Linked DNA regions of Mus musculus: all the other regions are linked to region 1. The links are chromatin contacts, called in public HiCAR-type and promoter capture Hi-C maps. All regions are on one chromosome and are shown on one strand. Each heading gives the region's core, a stretch centred on a gene start, on an enhancer-like site or on the middle of the called end of the contact. The rest is flanking DNA. Distances are from core to core; before and after follow the strand shown.

The links. HiCAR-type assays count read pairs that join an accessible place to other places. Capture Hi-C pulls out chosen DNA fragments and counts their contacts.
Region 2: a HiCAR-type map of astrocytes shows a contact between it and region 1, with 6 times the contacts expected there. The contact joins the promoter of Cd24a here to the promoter of Prep in region 1. A contact is called at or near these places in 1 of 484 Hi-C or Micro-C datasets (embryonic stem cells) and 3 of 115 datasets of contacts at active chromatin or transcription factors (astrocytes, embryonic hindbrain and large pre-B cells).
Region 3: a promoter capture Hi-C map of adipose tissue shows a contact between it and region 1, with 4 times the contacts expected there. The contact joins the promoter of Qrsl1 here to the promoter of Prep in region 1. A contact is called at or near these places in 1 of 484 Hi-C or Micro-C datasets (uterus), 1 of 115 datasets of contacts at active chromatin or transcription factors (embryonic stem cells) and 2 of 9 other capture datasets (adipose tissue and liver).

The regions. Positions count from the first base shown.
Region 1 is chr10:45,065,213-45,068,815 of GRCm38.p6, forward strand. It overlaps Prep (prolyl endopeptidase), which reads left to right and starts at 2,004. Exons shown (of 15, transcript NM_011156.3): 1 at 2,004-2,163. The coding sequence starts at 2,119. It also overlaps 2310075K07Rik.
Region 2 is chr10:43,577,466-43,581,068 of GRCm38.p6, forward strand. Cd24a (CD24a antigen) reads left to right here and starts at 1,704. Exons shown (of 2, transcript NM_009846.2): 1 at 1,704-1,857. The coding sequence starts at 1,789.
Region 3 is chr10:43,899,661-43,903,263 of GRCm38.p6, forward strand. It overlaps Qrsl1 (glutaminyl-tRNA synthase (glutamine-hydrolyzing)-like 1), which reads right to left and starts at 2,076. Exons shown (of 11, transcript NM_001081054.2): 1 at 1,954-2,076. The coding sequence starts at 1,977. It overlaps Rtn4ip1 (reticulon 4 interacting protein 1), which reads left to right and starts at 2,147. Exons shown (of 9, transcript NM_130892.5): 1 at 2,147-2,876. The coding sequence starts at 2,603.

The DNA of each region.
Region 1 (3,603 bases), core at 754-3,253:
ATCAGTGCTATAAAAAAGATGCTGCTGAAGGCTGTCTTGGAGGTGCTCCCCATGCCCCTACCCACCCCCTCAGTAACAGAGACACTCTGGTCTTTATTCTGGAGATAACACTTCCATTTCTAAAACAGTTCAAATGCTTCATTGATAACAGGGAGGTGGACTTTAGGACCAACTGAAGTAAGGGAGCCTTGGTTCTGTCTTAGTGTTGGGTGACTTAGGCGCTTTAAGGTGGCTGAGATTTTTCTGTATCTGTTAAATAGAGTTTGTTACGGGATTAAAGGGACAGCACAGATCTAGAACCTGGAAAACATGAAGGGTATACAACCAGGGAGTGCAGGTTTTCAGCTGTCGAGGTCCAAGGAGCTGGACACGTGGTTGACCCTAAGGAGAGAAAGTGAATGGTATCAGAGGCTCCATTCCTCCCTGAGTATTGTCATGGCTTGTGAGTTCCACACACCCACTGGGGGAGAAGGAATAATGGAAGAGTTGCCGCTAGCAGATCTGCTTTGGGCATGTCTGCGGGGCATTTTCTTGATTGCTATTTGATATAGGAAGGCCTAGCCCTCTAGGAAGTACCATCCATGAGCAGGTAGACTTGGGCTGTAGAACAAATGAGTTATGTTGACCTGTAAGCAAAAACAAATCCTTTCCTCCCTGTGTTTGTTTTCTTAGTCAGAGTTTTTTTTTTTTTTTTTAATCACAGCAACAGGGACAATGATAATAATGATAATAATAATAATGAGCTGCTGCTACACTTGTCAGTCTTTCTAGCATAAGTAGTCAAACTCAAGTTTCTCTTGCTAAAAAGGATGCCCTTGTAAACTACAAACAAACTGCATCTCTATGTGCCTTCTGAGGGGGAAGACGTCGGACAGGTAGAAATGAAATGTTAGCCTTCAGGGACTGAATCCTGGCTCTCTTTTCTTCTCCACCCCTACTATTTGTGAAACTGAGCAAAACAAAGTTCCAGTTTATCTCAACTGTAAAACTGGGACAATAACAGTTTTCAAATCAACATTTAAGGAGGCATCAACGCTTATCTGGGGATTCTCTGAGTCAAGTGTCCTTGGGATTATCTTTATGACGCACTGCACACAGAGATGGCAGGAGCTAGACCTCCTGGCAGCCCCTGGCGACTGGGTTCAGTAGTGCTAGCCTGCAACATGAGCCTTAATAGTTAGAAACCAACAGTGAGAATTCTCTTATAATGCAGACTTTTACTGATGGCCCTATCTTTCCCATGGCAAGTAGGAAGGCAAGGACACATTATACACATTGAAAATTGGGGCTACAATGCCTCTTCTGGGTGGTCTACAAAGGAGGCCCATGGATAGAGAAGTGTAGTCAGTCAGTCTTCATGATGGGTTTGAGATCAGGCAGGAGGTATCTTGTCTCTTTACAACTCAGGAACAGTGTTGCTCAAAATACAAAACCCGAAGCAGAAGGGAGGAGCCATAGGGTCAGACAAGGACCCTAGGTTACCATAAGTTCTCTCACCTCGCTCCCCATCAGTCAGTAAATCTCCAACAAGGGATCATCCATTGTCTTGGCAACACCTCTGAAGAACCTCTTCAGCCTGGAGGCCGAGCAGTCCGTGTCCATCAAGGGTTAAGGGAGGAAGCTGTACTTCCTTCACGATCACCTTGAAGCATTTCTTCTTCCATATACAGAGTGGCTGGTGGCAGGCAGGCGGACGGGCGGGTTGGGGAAAGCCGGCCTAGGTCAGGGAAGAGGCAAAGTTTTCCTTCCTGGGCGCGAAGGAGGGGAGGCGGCGTAGCGCGGGGCTGCGGGAGGCCGGTCGCCGAGCGGCGTGGCGCGGCGTCGCCAGCGTGCTCCTCCGTGCGCCCGGGCGCGGCTGGTGCTCCTGCAGAGGGAGCTGTGCGCCCGTTCCGGCGCCCGCGCGGCGACTCCGCTCCCTCTTGTCGCCGCTTGGGCCCGCCCGCCGGGGAGGGGCTCCCGGCCTTGCCGACAGCGTCTTCCTGCTTGGCGCACTGCCCCACCGTGAGTCCGCCCGTGCACGCCGGCTGTCCGCTCGCCCGCTCGCACGCCGCCCTCCGCCGCAGTCCGCGCCCAGCCTCGCCCGCACTTCCCCCCTTCAGCCCGCGCCCGGATCCGGCCATGCTGTCCTTCCAGTACCCCGACGTGTACCGCGACGAGACCTCCGTGAGTACCCCGCTCTCACCGCGCCCCCCGACCCGCGCCTCCCGCAGCTCGGTTCCCGCAGCCCCCGCTCGCCCCGCGCCGCTCCCCGGCCTTTGTTTGCGGAGCCGCCCGGGTCGCGGGGCTCCTCCCAGCCTGAACCTAGCGGGCGGCCTCGGCCCACGTGTCCACGCCCGTGGTCAACGCCGCTCGGCCCCAAGGACAGACCCCCCGGGCAGGCATGGGCATCTGGGGCCAGTGGGCAGCCAGAACGTACCCCTGTGCTTCTAAGAGGAGAAGCAGTCTGGCTTAAATATGGTGGTAGCACCAAGTGTATGCTGGTGTGTGTGCGTGGGAAAAATGATGTAAGATTTGAAAACAAAAGCAAACTTTGAGAACTTGGAATTTGCAAGTCCTTAGAGTTGAAGCTCATTCATTGCGCTTTAAGGCTGTGCTGTCCCGAATCGGGTGCCTGACGTTGGCTGCTGGGATGCAAATAAGGGAGGCAGTGTTGGGGAAGGAGCAGTGGGCCCACAGTGTGCTGGGGCCAGTCAGGTTCGCTTAAGAAAGGAAGTTAAGACGGGGTGGCCTTTTGCAAGGAAAGTTTTCCCCGCTGGGAGTTAACTGTTTACCTAAGCTGCAGGTGAACTGCAGGTAACTTGAGACCCAGGTAGTGAAATTCAGAAGTGTGTGTGTGTGTGTGTGTGTGTGTGTGTGTGTGTGTAAAAAGTAGTTTGGGACTTAAGTGGATTGAATCCAAACATTAGGACCCCAATTCCTGTAGTCACAACCTGGTTTCTCAGGTTACTTAAAATAGAATCAAAGTAAAAATATTTTTGTATAATACCATTCTATTTTTTTTCCTGTTTACTTTGATCTGGTTCATGACAGAAAATGTACTCTGAACTCAGCACATCACACATGGAGGTAAAGTCTCAGTGTTAAAGACCTTCTCCTTTTCAAGTGAACGTCCAAGTATCTGTGCTGCATTAATGGGTGACCCCTGGGAACCATGTTCTCAGTTGGTTTAACTGCTTGCTCATTGAATTCATCTTCAAGGGGACTGGTTAACTCCCAGACAACCTGAATGCTGTTGTTGGTGGCCCTCACTACCTGGGTGACATTGGGCAAGTCTTACCTGTTGTGAGTTCATGTGTGAGGCCCCCTTTTATACATGGACTATTAAGGCTGACAGGCCTTGACTTGTCATCTAGATGGCCGAGCTCTGCCGTGGGCCAGGTACAAAGATGTGAAACTGTTCCGACTCTGAGTCTTGAGTGTCTTTTCGGTTTTCAGGTTAGCATATGTACATGTATATATGTTACCAATAATATGTATTATACCTGTGTGTGTGTGTGTGTGTGTGTGTGTGTGTATAACTACCATTTTGTGGCTTTGATAAATATAGTCTTAGGATTTTCTTTTCTTTTTTGGACCCGGTAGTTGAGTGAAGGTAGTGTTGGC
Region 2 (3,603 bases), core at 454-2,953, 1.5 Mb before region 1:
AAAAAGAAAAAAAAAAAAAAAAAAAAAAAAAAAGAATGTCTCATAGCATTTGGGCCGATACCTGGCTCCAGAGGCTGTGTTGTTAACTACGGCACCAACACATTTCCTTAAACTAATACCGAGAGGGAGGGGAGAGAGATCAAGTTGGAGGAAGGAGGGGCAAGAATGGAGAACTGAGGGGCAGAAAAAACAAGCCTAGGGCACAAAACAAAACAAAACCCCCAAACCAAATGGAAGCCAGGAATAACTCCAGGAGTAGCCCCATAGCCTGTTGTCCTGAAGAAACTCTGAAGACGGCGCCCTTGGGGTTAGGCGCTATTGAGTCAGTCCTTGCGCCACCCTGGGAGAGGAGCGCCGCCGTTGCTGGGCACAGAACGACCTTTCTATACAGTGTGCTAACTGTTAAACAGAAAGTTCACTGGCGCTATACAAAAATTCCTGTGCGCCCAAGCACACCTCACACGTGGAAAGTTACTGAGCGGTTGTGGCTGACTTGGTAAGGCTCAGGCAGCCACAAACCAACGACTGTGGAGTCCATTGTCAGCTTGCTGCCATAAAACTTTGTTTTTACGAGGCTGTTCTGCAAAAATTGAAATTTAAACAAATTTCCACCGTTGCTAGGTTTGCTTTGTTTTGCTTTAAGGTCTGTAAAACACGTGGGCTAAACTTTAAATAGGAAGGTCCTAAACCCTGTGATTAAAGATTAGAAAATATTCTACCACTAAGTTGTTTTAAAGTTTGCTTTGAAGTTTTCACAAAAGAAGGTCGAAAGAAAGATTCCACTAAAATGTACAGACGGATGACTAATCTTTCTGAATCGGTTTGTCAAATTACTTAAAGGCAACTATGGGTGGAAATGGCTTGAATAAGAAAGCGTTCGAACGCTGAGCAAGTACTGTGCCACAGAGGCAGAACAAGCACGTCCCCAGAAACGTGGAGAATACTGGGACCGAAACCCAGTCCCTCGCAATGTCCCGCCCCGTGGCCGAGCGCAGCTGGCTGTTGCCTAGGTCCGGTTGGATGCTCCCGGGTATGGCCGGGTGCGCGATGCTTGATGCAGCACTAGAGGAACTCAAAACACAAAGCAAGCAGCCAGGGGCGGCCGCCCAGCCGAGCATACTCACGGCTGGGGCCCGGGATCCTGGCGATCCCTGCCGTGCAGCCGCCAAGGGACAGTGCGTGGCGACGCCCGGTCTCCTCCTCGCCAACCCCGCGCACCACGGCCCGGGGACCTGCCAAGCCTGTCCCGTTCCCCCTTGCAGCCGGCACTTGACAAAAACCAGCCCTGAGCTCCGCGCAGTCTGCGCGGCGCCCGCGGCTTCGACTTTTCGTGTTGGGGGGTAAGATGGCAGGGCCGGGGAAACAAAGGAAACTTGGGCCGGCCGGCGTGTGTGGTTCGTGTGCTCGCCCCAGGTCCCGTGTGGGAGTCGCCTGCGCCTGTGCATGCAGCCTGCCCGGGGAAACCCTAGCTGTGCCAGAGCCCGGGGCGCCCGCCCACCTGCCGCGCTGGCCGCCCCGGGACATCCCAAGTCACCCCGGGCCGGTGCAGGCGGCGGGGGAGGGGCCGTGAGAGCCGCACAGGAGGGTGGGGGTGGGGGCGGGGAGGCGGCGGGGGAGGAGGAGAGCACGGGTGGGCGGGCGCCGCACGTCACGGCTATTGTGGCTGTCCCGGTATATAAGGTCCCGCCGGCCGGCCGCGCTCCCCACCTTGCCTGCGCCCGCGCGAGCTTAGCAGATCTCCACTTACCGAACATCTAGAGAGTCGCGCCGCGCGCCGACGGAGCGGACATGGGCAGAGCGATGGTGGCCAGGCTAGGGCTGGGGTTGCTGCTTCTGGCACTGCTCCTACCCACGCAGGTGAGACCCTGTTCTCGATTGGGCACTGGAGACGCGTCCTGGGGCTTGTGTGTGTGTGTTCGCGCGCGCGTAGGAGGGGCAAAGTCTTTGCCTCCGGCCAGGCACTGGGGTAGGGGGAGAATTTTGTGTAACTGACTTGGGGAACTCGTGGTGTGGATTCCCTCGAGAGAGCGCCCCCTTCCCTTCTCACGGAAGGTCTTCGCGCTCCCTGCGAACCACACAAAGAGAGGGAACGGTCCCCTTCGGGGGAGCGTGGCACACGCCCATCCTCCACCGTCCAAACTGGTTTGGAGATCACCCAGGAAGCCCTGGTTGTGGCTTTATCTCCCACAGGTCTTGAAGCTTAGTTAGGGACCTCCCGACTGCACAAACTCTCGCGGTGCGACCCCACACCTCCATCCCTGGCCACCTTAGGAGCCCCATCCCAACCTAGAATCCCCGGGCATTATAGAGACGGAGGGCAGGACTGTAGTGTCCCGATTCTCCGTCAGGCTTTGTCCTAGTCCACAGACGCTTCCTCTCTTAGATTTGTCCCGGGTACAGATCTTGCCCCCCAACGCCATGGGTGGCGCTGCTCTAGCTGCGTTAGGGTGAAGGCGCCGCGCCCAGAATGAGACCTGGAGCTGAGCCTGAGAGACTGGGACGGGACTCAGAGAATCCGACTGTAGCTTTTCACTGCGGTTGGTTCGCTTAGGGATGTCCCTAGGGCTTTTTGCCCCTGAAAAGTTGGGAGCGCCGGATTTTTGGTCCCTAGAGATCCAGGGTCCGGGCTCACCTGGGAGAGCAGCCCAAGAGCTTGAGGCGCGCTTCGTCTTCCCCTTCTCAGGCAGGGTAACTATACCCCATTGTCTTCTCGCTGCGGGTTGACTGTGCCCCGGGGCCTTTCTCAGTTCACCCGATCCCCCATCTAGGAGGGGCTGGGCATCGTGAAACTGGTTGGTCTCACTCAGATTCCCTTCTCCCCAGGGCGCCCCCCCCCCCCGAAATGTTGAGAGGGAGGTGTTGGTTAAACAAATCAAGGGAGATTGGTGGAGAAAAACTGTTTAATGCCAATTTAATAATTAACGTAAAATTTTGTTGATGGTGTTAGAGAGGACCTCTAGACTCAGACTGAACATTGGGCTCCTTTTTCATCATCATTATTATTATTATTTAGTTTTTTTGTCACCTGCTGTACTAAAAGCTCTTTGTATAAATGAAGAGCGGTTACTTTCCGGTACCCCTAAGACAGGCTCCCTGTTTTAAACAACTTAGCATATTAATGTTTTCCTTTTTGTGTGAATGCCACTTCCCGATAGGACAAGCTCTCTTACACACAGTAGGCACCCAGTAAGTATAATTGACTGGATCAGGTGTGGCTAATCTACTTTGGACACAATTTGCACATTTCTTCAGTCAATATTTGGTTAATGACCTTACGCCTGTAGAACAAAAGGTGCTGATGTGGGAGGGCTTATCAAGGGGCCGCCGAAAGTACGTGTGGCTAGATTCTTTGCTGGGTGCCACGTCGCCCTCTCTCTTGCTTGTAATCGGAAGCTCTAGCAAGCCCTGGCAAACCCTCCTTTCAGTGAGGGCTAAAAACTCGGATCAGCCTTTGTTCCATGACAAAGGAGAGTATCACGTGCCTCGCCGGACTGTGCATTTCACGGCTTGCAAAAGCAGCGGTGAATGTGCCACTAGGTTGCTGGGACACAGGGAAAGCCTTGGTTTCGGTCACAGCGTCTAGTCAGTCACCAGGCAATGAGC
Region 3 (3,603 bases), core at 826-3,325, 1.2 Mb before region 1:
ACAAAAGGGAGAGGGAAGCGGTAGGCAGGATAGGTACTCAATACTAAGGTACCAGGATCTACCCAGAGACCCCATTAAGCCATACACTCTAGGCTTTAATCACACAGATCTTTCTAATTGAGTCTAGTGTGGTAACCAGCTGAAGGTTAACTAAGGCCCCAGGTGATTCTGAGTGGGTGAGCAGACTGTTGTAAAGCTTGAAGAGAGTTTGGCCCCAAACAAAGGCAGGCGAGCCATATTGAAGCAAGACTAAGACTTAAGGTGGGACGGTATCTCAAGAGAACAGACTAGAGGGCTTAGTGAGTTGATGGACAGGGAGAGTGAAGGGCAGTGTACAGACCCACGGGTAACGGTGTGCTTCCCGGTTTTGTTCTGGCTTGGGCAATGACACCTCTGCTTTGTTTAGAGTGTTCTGGGCATTTGGAAGAGCCCTCCAGAAGGCCCTCACAGATACGAGCCTGGGCAGGGCTTCTGAAGCTTTTTCTACTCACAATCCTTTTGTGCTAGACAAGCTTTGCAAAGCACAGGTATACTGAGATACAAAGTAGGTATACAAGGCATTAATTGCTAAATCATAAAGGATTTGATTTTAGAACCATTCTATGGAGTCTAGAGTAGTGCCTCAGCAGCTAAGAGCACTGGCTGCTCTTCCACAGGCCCTGAGTTCAAATCCCAGCACCCATAAGGCAGCTCTCAACCACTTAAGACTGTAGTGACATGGGATCTGATACACTCTTCTGGTGTGCAGACATACATGCAGTCAAAAGACCCATATACAATAGATAAATAAATAAATAAATATAGATATTTACAAAATTATTTGGTGTACATAATTCTACTATTAAAGATGAAAGTAAACCTGCATACCAATAAATGCATAGACTTGCTTATTTTTAAATAAAGAATTAAATCCTGGCTGTAGGTTTCCTCAACGTTTTTCATTTTTTTTCAGTTTACCAATATTTTGATTTGATATATCAGTGCTGAGAACACCACTTTGCATAAATATGTTGTACAAAATTGTAGGAGCATGTTTAGCGCCATATTGGGAAAAAGCTGAATAATCTCACATCAAAACTTATTTAGTGATTTTTGAATGAGACTCAAGTCAATAACTCAGCCATTTTTAGAATCAAGCACCTTAAAGCAACAAATCCCAAAGATGCACGCATTTCACACTTAGGGTATGACAAGCTGAAAAACGATTTAGTAAAATATTAAAAGGTTTTGCTTTCTGAAATTAAATAATTATGTTTCTACAAGTTTAGAAAAGTTGCTCATATGTTAAATCTTAATAAACAATACTCTCGATTCTGAGTTGAGATGTTTCCGGCAGCATTTGCTGGGCAGTGCACACATACCCTGCTGCAGAGAGTCGTGAGGAAGCACCGCTGGGTGCGGTCAGAAACACCTTGAACTCACAACTCACAGTTTGATTTTTGAATTAACTTTGCCCACTGTCTCAGGAACACTCCTCCTTCCCTTTCAAAACTGCTGTCACATTTTCTCCTACATTTGTGGTTGCGACCTACAGCTTAAGTAGATGTTCAAACACGATGTGGTAGAAATCCTAGTTTTTTTTTGTTTTTTTTTTTAAGCCACCAATTTTTTTGTTTGTTTCAAATGTGCATGCTACAAAACCGCCCCGTCCCTAAGCGAGCACAGCAGCGACGGGACTGAGATGGCTTGTCTGAGAAACCTCTCCCTAATCGCGCGGGTTGACTGTCGTTCCACTCCACGGCTCAGGGGTTCAAACTTTTTGACGTTCTGACTCTAGGGGATTGACTCAGCGTGTACGGTAAGAGCTTAGGTTCGAATCCCACTTCCCACTCAGGAATGTAGGCGGTCGGGGGGGGGGGGCGTGCCGTGCGGCGTGACCCGGGGCGACCTTGAACTTCCGAGTCCTCCAGTGTCTCAGCCCTCCCTGGTCCCCTCCTGGCCATGTCCACTCACTTCTCGGAGAGTCCGGCCCAGCATAGCCCTCGGAGTCAGCCGGTAGCACCGGGTCCCGGAACAGAGGAAGGAGTCAATCTCTGCCACCGGCGTTACATGGGCGCAGACATCTTGGCTCCTCTTTAACAACGAGCGCCTGGATTGGTCGAGTTCCGGGCGGCGGAAATGATCTCTGCACACGATTGGCTCGCGCGCCGGCGACCGGAGGCGCGCGGACAGGCAAGGAGACCGCGGCCGGGGTCGTGTCAGGAATCCGCCTGACCTAGGAATTGCTAGCCTTGTTTGCTTGTCCCTCTGAGGACTCCCTGCTTGCTTGCTTTTTTTTCCTTAAGGGGAAGGAGAGCGTAAGGAAGGAATGGCCAGTGTACTGACTGGACGCCAACTGGGACATTTCTGACGTGGGGAGCACAGTAGCAATTCTATTTTAATTCCGTCGCGGCTTTAGGTTGAGTTTGCTTCTGAAAGCTCCCCCTCGCTTAATTGACCTGTGGGTTTGGCAGATTTTGGCTGAATTGAAATGTGTTAGTTTGACCTGCTTCAGGTCCTTTCTCTCCACCGTCGCACCCCCCACCCCCGCTCCTCCTTTCTTTTTTCTTTTTCTTTTTTTCTTTTCTTTTTTTCGAGGAAACGTTCTCCATCCCTGCTCAGGATGGGCGTTTTGAAGACCTGTGTACTTAGAAGAAGTGCTTGTGCCGCCGCCTGCTTCTGGAGAAGGACAGTTATCCCAAAGCCACCATTTAGAGGCATTAGTACTACGTCTGCGAGGAGCACTGTCATGCCCGCTTGGGTGATAGATAAATATGGAAAGAATGAAGTCCTTCGATTCACCCAGAACATGATGTTACCTATCATACACTATCCAAATGAAGTCATTATCAAAGTCCACGCTGCCAGTGTAAATCCTATAGATGTTAATATGAGAAGTAAGTTGTCCGGGTTTGTTTGGTTTTAAATCAAAATTCACTGGGCACACAGGTGTTTTGTTGTTTTTCTTTTGAAACAAGGGGTCGTTGTCTAGCCCAGGCTGGCCTCCAATTCATTGTATACCACTGACTAGTCTCCACTCTGCCGCCCTCCTGCTCTGCCTCTCCAGGCCTGGGATTTAGCAGGTGTAGACCACACCTAGTTAATAGACTACATTTAGGTTGGCGTGAGGGAGTCATTTAGGTTTCTTATTACATGTATTTATTTTGTGTTTGGGTGTGTGGAACAGGGCCCAAGTGGAGGTCAAAGGACATCTTGTGGGAGTGAGTTTCTTCCTTCTACCAGGTAGGCTCCGGGCATTAAACTGACCACCAGGCTTGGTAGCAAGCACCACTATAGGCAGAGCCATCTGGTTTCTGATACTATCCCTGCAAATATTTACGACGTTTTGTTGTCACAACTGCTAAGGTATACTTTAATCTTTTATTAAATGTGTTTGTTTCCTTTCACATATGAGTTGGGACCGAGAAGTGATATCTACAGTTAATTTGCTCTGTGGTAATTTTAGGGTCCAGCACAGGCTCCAGAGTTTGGCTATGTTTCCCCATCAGTTCAGAGTCTGGGTCTATGTAATTCCTGTATCCTTCTTGCTGTCCCACGGTTCACAGCTTCTGTTATAGGCCCAGTGTACCAAGCAACAGAGCAGAACTCCTGATAGGGGCACAG